Regions from separate parts of the Mus musculus genome. Here all the other regions are linked to region 2. A link is a contact called in public HiCAR-type and promoter capture Hi-C data. All regions are on one chromosome and are shown on one strand. Each heading gives the region's core, a stretch centred on a gene start, on an enhancer-like site or on the middle of the called end of the contact. The rest is flanking DNA. Distances are from core to core; before and after follow the strand shown.

Region 1 (4,671 bases), core at 1,632-4,131, 2.1 Mb after region 2:
GCCTGGACACTGAGGGGTGATATTGCTTCCTTCCCAGTGGTTTGGGAAAGTCAAGTGTAGCTTCCCCAACCACTTCTTATGTGTGGAATAAAGCTTAGAAAATACCTTTTCTTTCTTTCCTCTTTAAGAAAGTTCATACATCAAGAAATCTCTGGGTATATTTATGCCAGTGATAAAGTGAGAGAAAGAGGAGAGCCATTTGAATTCTCTAGGCGAAAAAAGTCTGAAAGATTTTGATCATTTAAAAAAAATCAGCCGGGCGTGGTGGCGCACGCCTTTAATCCCAGCACTCGGGAGGCAGAGGCAGGCGGATTTCTGAGTTCGAGGCCAGCCTGGTCTACAGAGTGAGCTCCAGGACAGCCAGGGCTATACAGAGAAACCCTGTCTCGAAACAAACAAACAAACAAACAAACAAAACAAAAAACAAAAATCAATGAGCAATTATTGGGTCAATACAGTCTCTTACATAATTTCTACCTTTATATAATATCTGTTTTTATATAGGTGTGAAAATATAACTAGGGTATAGAGGAATGTTATTTTTGTTCTTCAAAAACTAATGGTGTCTAGATGGCTGTAATTAAGAAGAGCAGAGATAAAGAAGGATAATGGGCTATGCAAAGTGGTGATTAATTCACCCTGAGGGGTCTGTGAAATGCCACAGATACAATGACATTGACTGGGATGCTGGCAGCCGGATAGCTCACCAGGCCAATAAGGTTGAAATCACACAGTTGAGAAAGAAGTTCAGGTTGGAGGAAATGACACAAGGTGTAGAATTTAAGGCCCTAGGCTAAAAATGGTGGCTCAACCCTATAATCTCAGCATTCCTGAGGCTGAAGCAGGAATACTGCCCAGAGTGTGAGGCCACCTTAGGCTATACAGTGATCTCCAGGCCAGCCTGGGTTACAGACCCTGTCTCAAAAAAGAAAACAAAACAAGGCACGTAGGCCTTAGTGTGAGGAACTCTTGAGTAACACTCAAATTCCAGAAGCGACAGGGCTGCCTGTGAATTAAAGTAAACTTTTTTCGGTAAAATGATGTCTTAGTTACTGTTCTACTGTTGTGAGGACCAATGCAATGTGTAAGAGAAAAGCATTTGGTTGGGGGCTTGCTTCTAATTTGAGAGGGGTAGTCCAGTGTCAGCATGGTGGGAAGCAGGCAGGGTAGGCAATGACCTGTGGGCTGAGAGCTTTCCATCCTGATCCACAGGCAGCAGGCAGAAAGGCCTGGTATGGCCTTTGAAACCTCAAAGCAAATTCCATGAATACCATCTCCCAACACAGCCATGCCTCCTAATCCTTCCCAAACAGTTCCATGGCATGGTGACTAAAACATTCAAACATAGGAGCCTTTGGGACCAATCTCTAAACCACTACAACCAGTTTTTCTAAAAGGCTCATCATTTAAATCCATAGGATAAATAAAAACCTCGGGTTCATCCAAGTTGTTGCCAACCTGCAATATTTGACTTGAGTCATCTTATTTGGTCAGTATTTTTGGATGGTAAAGAAAAACGTGGAATCACTTCTTTTTCGCCAATCATCTTGGTGGTTGCCTGTCTGTGATTTGCTCAATGTTGAAGACATTTCCACTATTTGATGCATATTCTTTCATTTTATGGATTCTGTAACAAACTGTAGTGATAAATCTTGTTTTAATCGTTGGGATTTTCAGATTATGTACAGTTACTGTAAATTGACTTAAAGTACACCATGGGAAGCATTTATTTAAAATTTTTTTATGTGTTTTGCTAAGGGGTAATGCCAGGTTGGCCTCAACAGTCCTTCCTCCCTTCTCTGGGATCACAGTTCTGGGATTACAGCGTGTACCTAATTAGCTGGGCTGAAGTCCTGTCCCTGTATGCTGTCTTTTGTAAACTTCTCCAAACCCTGTTTGGAAACTGGATACTTACTAAGCAGTCGAGTGGTTGACGACAAAAAAAACCAAACCAAACCAAACCAAACCAAACCAGAAATTCCATTTTCTTCTAAGTCTTGCAGGAAGCTTCAAAGTCTAACTCCTGAGTAGGAATTCCAATAGGTTTCTTAGCGATTAATTTTAAAATCGTGAATCACACGCCTAACGGCGTTTCATTTTTTTCTTTTTATAAAATCGCCACCTCAACACCACAAACCCAGAAACCTCGTAAAGATGATTCATGACATTTATATATCCTGTTTAATACAAGGACTGTAACTCGTAAAAAAAAAGGAGCCCTGGAGTCGACCTTAATACATACACTTCCCAATCCATAGTGACTTCAAAGAATCGTGGCCGGCGTTAGGCTCTTGTAATAACGGAGGCAAAGCTTAAGACTAGGGAAGCAACTCTGAGAAGAGGCAGCCTCGACCATCAAAGCCGCCTTTGGACAGCGCCGCGGCGGAGCCTCAATGTCACCCGGCGCAGGGACGGCGGAGCACTGCACAGGCGCGGCCCGCTGCCCCACGCAGGTCCCGGGGCCCACAGCCGTGGCTCCCTGAGGGCAGCCTCCACGAAGTCTCCGCTGGGGATGGACGAACCACACCCCTCCAGGTCGGCCGCGCCTGCCAACCAAAGCCGAGGAGCGGCCGGTGACTCCAGGAATCCGCGGAAGGGCGGGGCCAAGGGACGGGGGCGGGGGAGGCCTCTCTAGCCGCGCCCTCGAACCAGCGCTCCTTGTTCTCGATGGTACCCGCGCGCCCCTCTTGCGCACGCCACTTCCGGTCCTCTTTAAAGGCCCGCGCCGCGCGACCGCGGGGCGTGAGAGCCAGTCGGAAAGGGACGGGGAGGGCGGGGCCTGCGCGGGGGGCGGGGCCTAGCGGTGGACGGGGGCGGGGGAGGCGCAAAGGGCGCGCTCCGGAGCCACGTGACCGGGACGCGCCGTTCTTCCGTCGGCCATTTTAGGTGGTCCGCGGCGGCGCCATTAAAGCGAGGAGGAGGCGAGAGTGGCCGCCGCTGCTACTTCATTCTTTTTTTTTTCAGTGCAGCCGGGGAGAGCGAGAGAGCGCGCTGCGCGAGAGTGGGAGGCGAGGGGGGCAGGCCGGGGAGAGGCGCAGGAGCCCTTGCAGCCACGCGCGCGCCTTGTCTAGGGTGCCTCGCGAGGTAGAGCGGGCATCGCGCGGCGGCGGCGGGGATTACTTTGCTGCTAGTTTCGGTTCGCGGCGGCGGCGGCGTCGGCGGGTGTCGTCTTCGGCGGCGGCAGTAGCACTATGTCGGAGGAGCAGTTCGGAGGGGACGGGGCGGCGGCGGCGGCAACGGCGGCGGTAGGCGGCTCGGCGGGCGAGCAGGAGGGAGCCATGGTGGCGGCGGCGGCGCAGGGGCCGGCGGCGGCGGCGGGAAGCGGGAGCGGCGGCGGCGGCTCTGCGGCCGGAGGCACCGAAGGAGGCAGCGCCGAGGCAGAGGGAGCCAAGATCGACGCCAGTAAGAACGAGGAGGATGAAGGGTGAGTAAGGGGCGGCCCCGGGCAGCCGCTCGCCAGGCCCCCTCCCCCTCCCCGCCATTAGGCCTCGCTCCCGCGACCGCCCGCCCGCCCGCAGGCCCCAGTGCAGTCGCCCCCTCGGCCGCCCCTCTTGTACCTCGGGCTCCCCCCCGGGCCTGCATCTCCTTCCCTGCCTGCTCGCCCCCTCCCCCATCACACACGTTTCCACCTTTAGCCGTCACCATGCTACTCCGCGGCCCGCCCTCTTTCCTCCCTCGCCGCGGGTCTCCTCCCACCGATGTGGCCGCCAGGATTTTTTCCCGCCTGTCGGAGCTTACCCTCCCACCCCACCCCCACGTCTCCCGGATTTCTAACCTCTTAGGCTTAAAAATGCAAACGCACAGAAAAGCTTTTTACCAGGGTTGCCAAGGTTGGTCGGGCGCTTCGCCCTCGCCCCCGAGACGGTGCGATTATTGACACGCTCTTGCTTTGGGAAAGCTGTAGGCTGTCCACCTCTCTTTTCTCCCGCGTCGGCCGCAGGCCATTGCTTTTAAATAGTTTTCGTCTTAGGATTCGTTCGTTCTGTCCACTTTACGCTGTCACCACGACACGCTCCTACAGGCCCTGCGTTTGTGCTGTAGACAGACCGGGCCTGCCAAAGTCCCTGGTCTGCTGGCGCGTTGGTGTGGCTCCGCGGGCTCCATTTAAGTCCTTCCTGGTCGATGGGGCCTGTACTTGACTGGGGCTCTTCCACCTCCCGCCTGCGGTTGCCCTTCCCCCATTCTGCCAAGTTATTCTCTCTATGCACCCTTTTCGCGCCCTCAGATTCTGGGTTGCCTATTTGTACAGATTGTAGTCTTTCCTTATTTAGTCTGTGCAACTACATTTTTTACATCTCTCTCCCGCCTTTTCAGTGCCCAGGAGCCTGTTTTGGTTTCTTCTCAGTCTCACCCTCTCACTATTGTTCAAAGGAGCCCACTCACCCTTTAATACGCAATAAATCCTGTGGTGGTCAATGAATTAGTTTTTTTCAGGTTTTTTTAAAATACTAACTTGCTTCCTTTAATTGAAGTAACTTATATCGCCACCAGAAGCTGCTTTTAATAATGTTAAAATGCAGCCTTTGGGAGCTGAGTATCATTCAGGAGACAAGGAAAGGGGGTTCGATCCGGGTCCTTAGATTTTCTTGTTCCCATTACAGATTGCTGATCTTGAGTTATGGTTTCGATACTTTTTATAGTGGGGCTGTGCGTATGCAATTTTTTTCACTA
Region 2 (4,637 bases), core at 196-2,695:
GTATTATAGAGCGCTATAGCACAGCCTATTTGGCTTTAAAGGAATTCTATAGATGGCACAGACTGAGTTAAAACAGTTGAATGGCCAGTATCTTTACAGGTTACTTTGTGAGCCTTAGAGGCAAAGCATCGGATTTCTGTTCCCCCTTAGATGATCTGGTTATAAAAGTAGGTTTTTTTAAAAGGGGTTGTTCTGACCTACTCTTTCAGAATTGAGTAACATTTACATTTTTATTCTGTAGCCTGCCCCTGGTCTCTTCCCTTCCCTGACTGTCTCCCTGGCCTCCAACTCTGGACAATTCTTCTATCCTCCTGAGGGACCCCCCAACCTCATCCAACAGCAGCCCCACCCAGCACAGGCCTTACAGGCATGGCTCTCCACACCTGGGGAAAGGTGCTTTGTCCTGCCAGCGGGTGCCTGGGAACAGCAGGAACAGGGGCCCCCACACGGAACAGCTGCTGAATCTTGTAGCAAACAGTGGAGTAAATCGGTACAACTGGATCCAATTCCAAACACAAACTGGCTTAAAAAAAGGAAACAGCAAGTCCAAATTACTTCGGCTTTTTTTTTTTTTTTTTCTTTTTTAGAGGAAATCCTAAAACTGCTGTAGATTGCAGTGTTGGGAAAACAAGCTCGTGTTTCCAGTTTCTGTACCACTACTTCCCCACTCTGAGCTGTTCAACTCAAGGAGTTCAAGCATTCATGCTGACTCAGTTTTGTCCCCACCGTCAGAACAGAAGTATGACCCAAACGGTACGCTGGGCGGACTAGGAACAGAGACAAGCTGATGTCCGCTTGGCTGTTTCAAGTTTACCAATCCATACTCATTTAGTGCAAACATTGTGTTGGTCAGGTCTATGGAGGTACAAAGAATGACCTTTCCAGAAAGGGCAAACCTAAAATCTCAGCAGAAGGTCTCAAGGTCACTGACCCAGGACAACCCTGGAGACTGGAAACTCCTGGGTCCTGATCCGCACCGGAGGAGGTGGGGGTTCGAGGCCGCGTAGTGAAAGAGCTAGCGTGGGCAGTTCTTTTGTACTCCAGCTGGAGTAAAATGAACGCAGGCTCGCGTGTTTTCATCGCTGGTGACAGCATCCAGCAATGGGAGTAGGGCTCAGGGGCGCGCAGCGGTGCTTTCTCAGCAGGGTCCCCCGAGAAGCCGGAGGAGGGGGTGAGCGCTGCGCCAGAGGACCCGGGAGCCCGGAGGCGAGGGCAGGGGGCGCGGGGCGCGGGGCGCGGACTGGGCTGCGCGCCTGTCCAGGGTGCCGGCAAGCAGGAGCCGCGGCGAGGGAAGGAAGTAGGAAAGAGGAAGGAAAGGCGGGAGGGGCCGGCCGCGCGGCTGCAGTTTCTGCGGCCGGCCTGGTAGGAGGAGCGGGAGGAGCGGGAGGAGGATCCCGAGCCGTCCGTCAGCGGGCGCGGGAGGTGGGGAGAGCGGGAGGAGGAGGAGGATTAAAGATGGCCACCAGCAGCTGCGGGAGACGGCCACCAGCCCTCACTTTCCGGGATGTTCCCCGCGGCCCGGCCCGGCCTTGATGGAGAGGAGCAGCCCGTGCAGTGCCGAGGCTGAGGCGGCGGCGGGGACCCGGCGAGGGAGAAGACGCGGCGGAGCAGGGACCCAGGCGGGAGAAGGGAGCGGCGGCGGCGTCGCTGCCCTGGCTGCCTAGCACGGCTGCCGCCCCGGCCCCGCAGCTCGCGGACTGCAGCGGGCGCTCGGCCCCGGCCCGGCCTGGGGGGACTCCCGGGCCCCACGCCTGGGCCCGCGCGTCCGCGGTGAGTGCTGCCTGCCCGCTCGCCGGCTCGCCCGCGGCGCGCTTTGTTCCTGCGGGGCGGAGGCGCTGTCCGCGCGGGGACAGGCCGCGGCCCAGCCGCTCCCCCACCCGCGTCCTCCTCCGGGCCTGGAGAGGGCGCCGTCGGCGGCTGGTCCCAGGCGGCCGGCGGAGGGGCGTGCGGGGGCCTCGGGGATGGGGAGGCGGGGGCAAGGCGACCGCAGGTCCGGGAGGGCGGGGGCGTAACCCGGCGGCGCCCGGGGTAGGTGGGGGTCATGCCGGTCCCCTCGGGAGGACCCTCCCGGTGCCCATTCCCGGACCCCCCAGCCCCCACCCGCGCGCGCCCGGGCGCAGCGGAGCGCGGCCTCCATCCCTCGGGCGCCGTCTCCAGGGCCGCGGGCCTCTCCTGGCTCATCCCTCTACGCTCTGAGCTGCAAACCCTTCCCTGTGGAAGGGACCTGGGATGCTTCTGTCCTGCATCGGGGATGTGGTGGCATCACCGACATTCGCGGTTATGGCGGGGTTGAAAAGGCAGCGGTGACCTTTCCGACCAGAGCCCTCTGGACCATGGTCGCATCGGAGGTGCTGCGTTCCATTGATTTTTTGACTCTTGAATCGGAGAGACAGATGATGAGTTCTTCCTTTGTAGAAATAATAGGATAGAATCAGATCAAGCAGATGTTTACCGAATGCATGGATTTTCAGTACCTCACCAATGGCTAAGTGTTTTTTCTGTGGGAAAAATGGTGCTTATGCATACGAAAAACTATTTTTGTTCACTAATAGCTATGGGTTGGTCAGTACCAAGTGGTTATTATGGTGTCTGAAAACCCAACAAAAAAAGAAAAACAAAACCCTTGCGTCGAGACAGCAGATTCCAGGCTGGCCTCTATCAAGCAGGTTTAGATCAGTTTTCACTGTCAGGATGTAAAGCAAGTAAAAATAACAAAACAATGAAAAATGTACTTATTTACAGGAAAATGGGATGTGGTATTAGTGTAGAGTCTAGGAGAAAGACTATAGTCTGTTAGTGTATAGATCTAGTCAAAGTAAATCCCTCTTTAAATAAAACTGTCATCATGGGACCCTGCTGTGTAAGAATTAGCTTGATATGCATTTAATGTTTAAAAAAAATCTGTATTTCATTAGGTTTGAGAACTAAAACTTTGAGCAGTTCTGCCTCAAGCAACTAGAAATACAGGTTTTTAAATAGTTTCTCTTTTCCTTAGTTGAAATCTATTCATGTAAAAATATGCTTCTCACAAAAATTTCTCTACAAATGTGCTATGAGTTAAGGAACATGAGGCTTTGAAGTAACTTGGAAAGACATGAAAGAAAGTTAAACCGTAGTGTAATATTCCAGGATCAGATTCTGTACTCTGAGGATGCTGAACTCCACAAGTCTTCACTGTTTACCTCTGGTGTCCTAAATATCACCAAGGTGCTGCATTCAGTGGGGTCTTAGAATTTCTAGAAATTATCCTCAGAATGTAGCCTACATCGGGGCTCCCCCACCCCCATTTGATCTGGAACCACAAAAGATGGTAAACAACTGGGTATCGTAGTTTAAAAAGAGTAAATATCCTACCTGGGTATGGTGACTCATACCTGTTGGCCAGGTACTGGGAGGCTGAGAAGAGCGTGAACGTCTAAGTCTTGTAGATGCAGGCAAGTCTGAGGAAAAAAAATTAGTTTGTGTACTTTCCACCTGTCTCTGTCTAATGCTTGTGATGGAGAGTGTATCAGAGTACCACGGAAAGATGGAGAGGATCCCAGGATAGCATGCATGTAAAGTATTCATCCGTGTATTCTCATTCAGACACGGGGAAGATGCTGATCCCATTGTACAGATGGGGAATTAGGCAACTTTAGGGAAAGTCTAGGACCCAGATTGCCTAAGTTTAGAGCCAGTGATGATCAATGTTTTAGGATACCAATTAGATGTGAAGACCGGAATGGCATGGCATTTTGGAGTCATGGGCTTTCAGTGCAGAGGGCTCAGTGACGGGCTTGCTGGGGTGACCCAGGTATGCACACAGCTCTGCAGCCACACCCCAAAGCTCTTCTCGCTGCATCCCCCTCCCCAACCACCCACCCTCTAGTGTTATTGTTTTCTGTGATTCCAATGGCACAGACCCTTGCGTTTCCATCATGACTGTTGTGTAGAATCTGCTTGTCTGGCGTCTGCTCTGAGTCCCAGCCCCTTCTGCACAGCGGATACTTTTCTCGCCCACAGCACCATTCACAAATTAATGGCCGATTTGGTTTTTTTCAGGTTGGGTTTACTCAGGAATCATCTCCATGTAGTGACGCTTTATCTGAATGTGCAGTTGGGTGGTCTGTCTTACAGACAAGCAGAGGCCATTCATACTTCCCTAGGAAGGCCCTTCATGGCCCTTTGCTTAGTCCTCAGATCCTTGGCAACCATTAATGTCCTCTGTGGAACACCGTCCAGATGCCTCGTGGTGCAGAATGTTGCCTTTTGTGCCTTCGTGCGTTTAGTGTAATGCCTGTGCCATAGAGCAGTGGTATAGCCACGGGCTGGTAAATGGTAACAACTGTGGCAGTTGTTCTAGGGTAACAGTCACCATGGCCTATATTAAGCTTCATTAAACAACATGAGAAAGTTCTGAGAACTCACCCAAGGGCTCTGTATAGCTGGTACCAACCAGCTCCAGCAAGCACTGAGTTTCCTTTTACCGCTATAGCACTAGGACTCTTTAGCATGGTCCTACTTTTTGTCTATTCATGATTGATACAGATTTTGGTTAGTTATGAGTATTATGAGCTATTTTAACCTTCAGCATACAGGTCTGGTTTTCTTGACTCAATATGCAGAGGTGGGACTTTAAGGTCCTATCATGAGCATCA
Region 3 (4,518 bases), core at 552-3,051, 2.4 Mb before region 2:
TCAAACAGTAGTAGGACCAGGATTTGGATGGAGGCCTGACCTGCCTAACTCACACTGCCTGGATAGTTTCTGTTGCAGGGGAAAATAACAACAAATCCTGGGCTGGAACTCTTAAAGCTAGAGGTTAAAATAACTAGGTGGGGGAGAGTTAGTGAAACTCTTCTACTTGGATACCTCCGGCTGCAAACCTTTAAGAACACGAGATTAACTAGCTATTGGAAAATCCGTGTCCTTTCTTGCCGTGTGGAGAGTTGCGTGCTCGTTGGAATGCTGACACATTAACCATCTGGAAAAGCAATCATCTTGTTGGAATGGCAAAGGACCTTGCTTCCAGTCTTTAAACACACACACACACACACACACACACACACACACACACACACACACGGGGGGGGGGGGGGGGGGACACGGGCGAGGTATAATAATTTTGTTTGCAACTGTTTAAGAAATGTCTAGAATTGGAAATGATCAAAAATGTGTTTCTACACATTTCTGTCAACAACCTCTCTCTCAACCAAACCTTCAGACAATGACCTGTTTAAAGGCATTTGTCTCAAAACTTGGATAACATTGTAGGTCCCTACTAGAATGGCTGAAGGGACATGACACATCGCCACCAAAGGAAAAGCTTGGGCTCTGGAATAAACTTGTTCCTCATTTGTGACATTTAGCAAGCATAAAGTTCCAACTATTGTCAGTTGTACTAGAATATTCACTTTTCGTCCTCCAAAAGCCCAGGTATTAACGGCTTGCTTTTGTTTTCCAAAATGTGCTAGCATCTTAAGGAGAGAGGAAGGGAGGAAGGGAGGCGTCCAATGAATTTGCACCAACAAGAACGCAGTAAAATTCGGTGATGGGTACCGGAAATCGCGCCGAATTAGAGGAGTTAGGGAAGGCGCTCTGGAAGGAGGCGGGAACGCAGAGGATGCGAGGTGGAGCCGCAGCAGACAGCCACCCTTGTAGGACAGGGGTTCGAGCCCGCGCGCAGGCAGTTGTCAAGCGTGCACTGGACGCCAAGAGTCCGGATCTTACCTCGCAGCCCTCGCACCAGCCTCTCTGCCCAGGCCACTCGGGGTGGCTGGCCCTCCAGCGGGAGGTGGCGATGCAGCGGGTCCCCGCCGCCCGCGGGGCTGGGACACTGCGCGCCCTGGTCCTCTAGCCGGCGCCGCCTCCCGCTCAGGTGAGCCGCGCCGCGGTAGCTCCCGAGCCCTCGGCCGCGGGCGCCCACCGAGCTCACGGCCGAGGAGGAGGCCGACCTCCGACTGCCCGGGCGCCACTCCACATCCATCTCTACCACCATCCCTCCTTCTTCTCCTTCCACCTCGTCGTCGTCGTCATCCTCCTCTGCCTCAAAGCCCGGGTTGTCGCGGCTCCACGCTTGCCTGGAGCAGGACGAAAGCGGAGGAGACGGCGAGGCCGAGGCTCCGGCCGGGGGATCCCGAGCGGCCGCCTGCCGGATGCGCTCCATCTCGATCTCCAGGCCCCGCTGCTCCCCGAGGCCGCCGGGGACAGCTAGGCCGGCGCCTCCCGCCACCAGGCGCCCGGGTCCGGACGCTCGCGGCGCGGGCGAGCGTCCCGCGTCCCCGGGCGGCTGCGGCTGCACGCGTCTGGAGTTAACCATGGCGCTCACTGGCGCCCAGCGCGCCCGGGAGTGCCGCCGCCCTCTGCCGCAGGAGCCATGTTCTTTTCTTCCCGGAGTCGGCCTGCTGCTCCCCGCCTCCGCCCGCCCCCTCGGCCCGCCTCCCGGGCCCTGGCCTCGCCTGGACTGGACTTAGGCGCGTCGAAAAGGCCCCAGCGGCCAGGGATCCAAGTAGAGCCAGGGTCCCCATCGGTGCCCACATTCCTACGGGGTAGCTTGCTTGGTCAGCCAGCTCGTCGGGAAAGGGGCTCCTGGGTGTGTCCATGCCTGCATGACCTTAAGATAGTGCTTAGACTCTGTCCATACTCCCCCTGGGTTTGCAAAGGTGCAAGGAGGAGGGTAAAGATGGAGATCTTTTGTTGGGATAGAAAGAACTAGTGAAATCCAGCTTGAACTGAATTCTCAGGGAAGGCAAAGAAATCCACCCTTCGTTTAAAAACCAGAAAGAAATCACCAAGGCGGCAAGGCTTGCATTTGGTGACCCTCAGCTCCTTGATTCTGTGTTTACTGGATGATTTCCTGTCTCCACTCTCCAGACATCTAGAGGCATCCAAGGGTTGGATTTTGGAACTTTCTGATGCCTCCACCATTACCTCATTTCCGCTCCTGGCCAGCCCTTGAGTAACAGAATCCTGCCTCAGGCGTTAGGTCTAGATCTCCATCCTCGCTACGCCCCAGCTGGCACAGCCAACTTAAGACAGCAGTTGGGTCAGGCAAAGCCTACTCCAAATTCGATTTTCCATGGTTTTCCCATCTCTTTTAAAAGTTAAATTCCTGGCCAAGATCTGTGCATCTCTGCCCTCACTTCTGACGCTTCTCATAGGATGTCCTCATCCACCTCCTCGTCAAGTCCCGCGGGGGTCTTCTTGTCATTTCTGTCCTCAAGGGGTTCTCTAATGCTTTTTACTCTAACTGCAAACATTGTCATTCCACAGCAGAGCAAATGATTTCTGTCACTTCCATATCTCTTCTGCCATTCTAATACTAAACTGGTCTCTCTCTGTTTAGCCTTGGGGATAGGACTGGATTGGGAGCCTATGGGTGGTATCCCTCCCCCATTTCCCTCCTACCCACCCACCCATATTCTCCATGTCTCCACTGTTTGCAATAAGGGGTCAGCCATGTTGGTACATTAAAGAATCTATGGAATTCTAGCTTAAGTGGTAATATTTTATTTCTGCAGTTTAGCAAATGTGCATGGTCCGATCCTATATTAGTTTGCCAGGCTTGTTATAATAACTTACCACACACTGTGTTCAATAATGCAAATACATTTTCTCAAAAAAAAAAAAAAAGTTGGTTGACCTTTTCCGAGGCCTGTCTTGGCTTGCATATGGCACGTTTTGCCTGTGTCTCCCCATTGTCCTCCCTTAAATGTTTCATCCTCCTCTTCCTCCTCATCTTCGTGGTCATCGTCATCATCACCATCATTGTCATCGTAGTGGTTATAGACAACCTTAATAGTATGATTTAAATTTAGTTACTTTTAGAAAGACCTCTGACCACATACAGTCATATGCTGAGATGCCAGGGCTTGGGAATTCAACATATGAATCTGAGGGGTACATGACTCATTTAGGCTTTGTGGGCACTACAATGCTTTTCTAGAATGATCTCCCTATCATTCATCTATCACTCTCCTTATCATTATTCATTAATCTCTTATACGTTTCCTGTGTGTAAAATTAATAATTGAGCAAGTTAAGCAGAGTAATAAGGACCCTGGCCTCAAGAAAAGACCCAGACCTCAAGAAAAGAAAGAGGCTGAAGTCTCCCACTAGAAAGGGTGAGATGTCTGTCTAGTAAGAGGTGTCTAGAGAAGCAGTATTCTGAGCTGAGCCACCTGTGCTGCACTAACAGAAAAATTGCTTAGCAGGCATATTCCAGAGGAGGGGCGTATGAAGAGGGAGCACGGACTCAGGGTCAGAAAATAGGTTTTATGCATTGACTCGTCGGGTCCTCGACATCACTCTTACTGACTCAGAAATTCTAGGAATTTTGCTCTGGAATTCTGAGTCTCCTTGTAGGCTTCTGGGCACCCAAAGTTTGAGAAGCAACAGTTATGTTTCAGATAAAAGAGTTTTCATAAAATGCATCTTGTAGCCTGGGTTTTATAATTGCAGTGATGACATCATCCAGAATTCCAGACCTAGAAGAATTGTCAGTGGTGCTCCAGGCTGTGTATACATAATTCATTATCAGGACCATAGAAGCAGACAACTGCATGACCTAGGGCAAGTTACTTCATTTGTGCCTGTGGAAACGAAAATGATGAACGCTTGCTCTTACACGCGTTCGTGACCGGCCAGGAAAGACGCAGCAAACTGGAATCTTCTGTGGCAAAACTTTATTGCTTACATCTTCAGGAGCAAGAGCGCAAGAGACCAAGAGAGCAAGCGCGAAACCCCGTCCCTATTAAGGAGAATTATCCTTCACCTAGGACGTGTCACTCCCTGATTGGCTGCAGCCCATCGACCGAGTTGTCGTCAGGGGGAAGGCAGAGCACATGGAGTGGAGAACTACCCTTGGCACATGCGCAGATTATTTGTTTACCACTTAGAACACAGGATGTCAGCGCCATCTTGCAACGGCAAATGTGGGGACGGCTTCCCACAGCTTGCCTCATAGGCTTGTGAAGATACATTGAATTGATACAGATGTCTAAGACCAACCCTTCAGGCTGCTGCAACAAAAAAATGCCGTGGCCAGGTGGCTTATAAACGTCTGTTTCTCCCAGCTCTGGAAGCAGAAGTTTCAAGAGCCCGGTGCCAGCAGAGTTGGGGTGTGTGTTACAAGTCTTTTCTGAGCCATGTGGCACTGTTTAGATTTATCTTCATGTGGTGAAGGAACAAAAGGCTGCATTAGGATTTGGGTGGGAG

Evidence for each region. Promoter capture Hi-C pulls out the DNA fragments that hold promoters and counts their contacts. HiCAR-type assays count read pairs that join an accessible place to other places.
Region 1: a contact with region 2 is called in a HiCAR-type map of astrocytes, with 2.2 times the contacts expected there. The contact joins the promoter of 4930524J08Rik here to the promoter of Wdfy3 in region 2.
Region 3: a contact with region 2 is called in a promoter capture Hi-C map of hippocampal neurons, with 2.5 times the contacts expected there. The contact joins the promoter of Pkd2 here to the promoter of Wdfy3 in region 2. A contact is called at or near these places in 1 of 39 promoter capture datasets (hippocampal neurons) and 1 of 115 datasets of contacts at active chromatin or transcription factors (astrocytes).

What each region holds. Positions count from the first base shown.
Region 1 is chr5:99,977,145-99,981,815 of GRCm38.p6, reverse strand. 4930524J08Rik reads right to left here and starts at 2,881. Exons shown (of 2, transcript XM_030254981.1): 1 at 2,864-2,881; 2 at 2,150-2,779. The coding sequence starts at 2,881. The coding sequence ends at 2,264. It overlaps Hnrnpd (heterogeneous nuclear ribonucleoprotein D), which reads left to right and starts at 2,878. Exons shown (of 9, transcript NM_001077265.2): 1 at 2,878-3,424. The coding sequence starts at 3,192.
Region 2 is chr5:102,066,729-102,071,365 of GRCm38.p6, reverse strand. It overlaps Wdfy3 (WD repeat and FYVE domain containing 3), which reads left to right and starts at 1,445. Exons shown (of 67, transcript NM_172882.3): 1 at 1,445-1,770.
Region 3 is chr5:104,456,740-104,461,257 of GRCm38.p6, reverse strand. Pkd2 (polycystin 2, transient receptor potential cation channel) reads right to left here and starts at 1,801. Exons shown (of 15, transcript NM_008861.3): 1 at 1,033-1,801. The coding sequence starts at 1,621.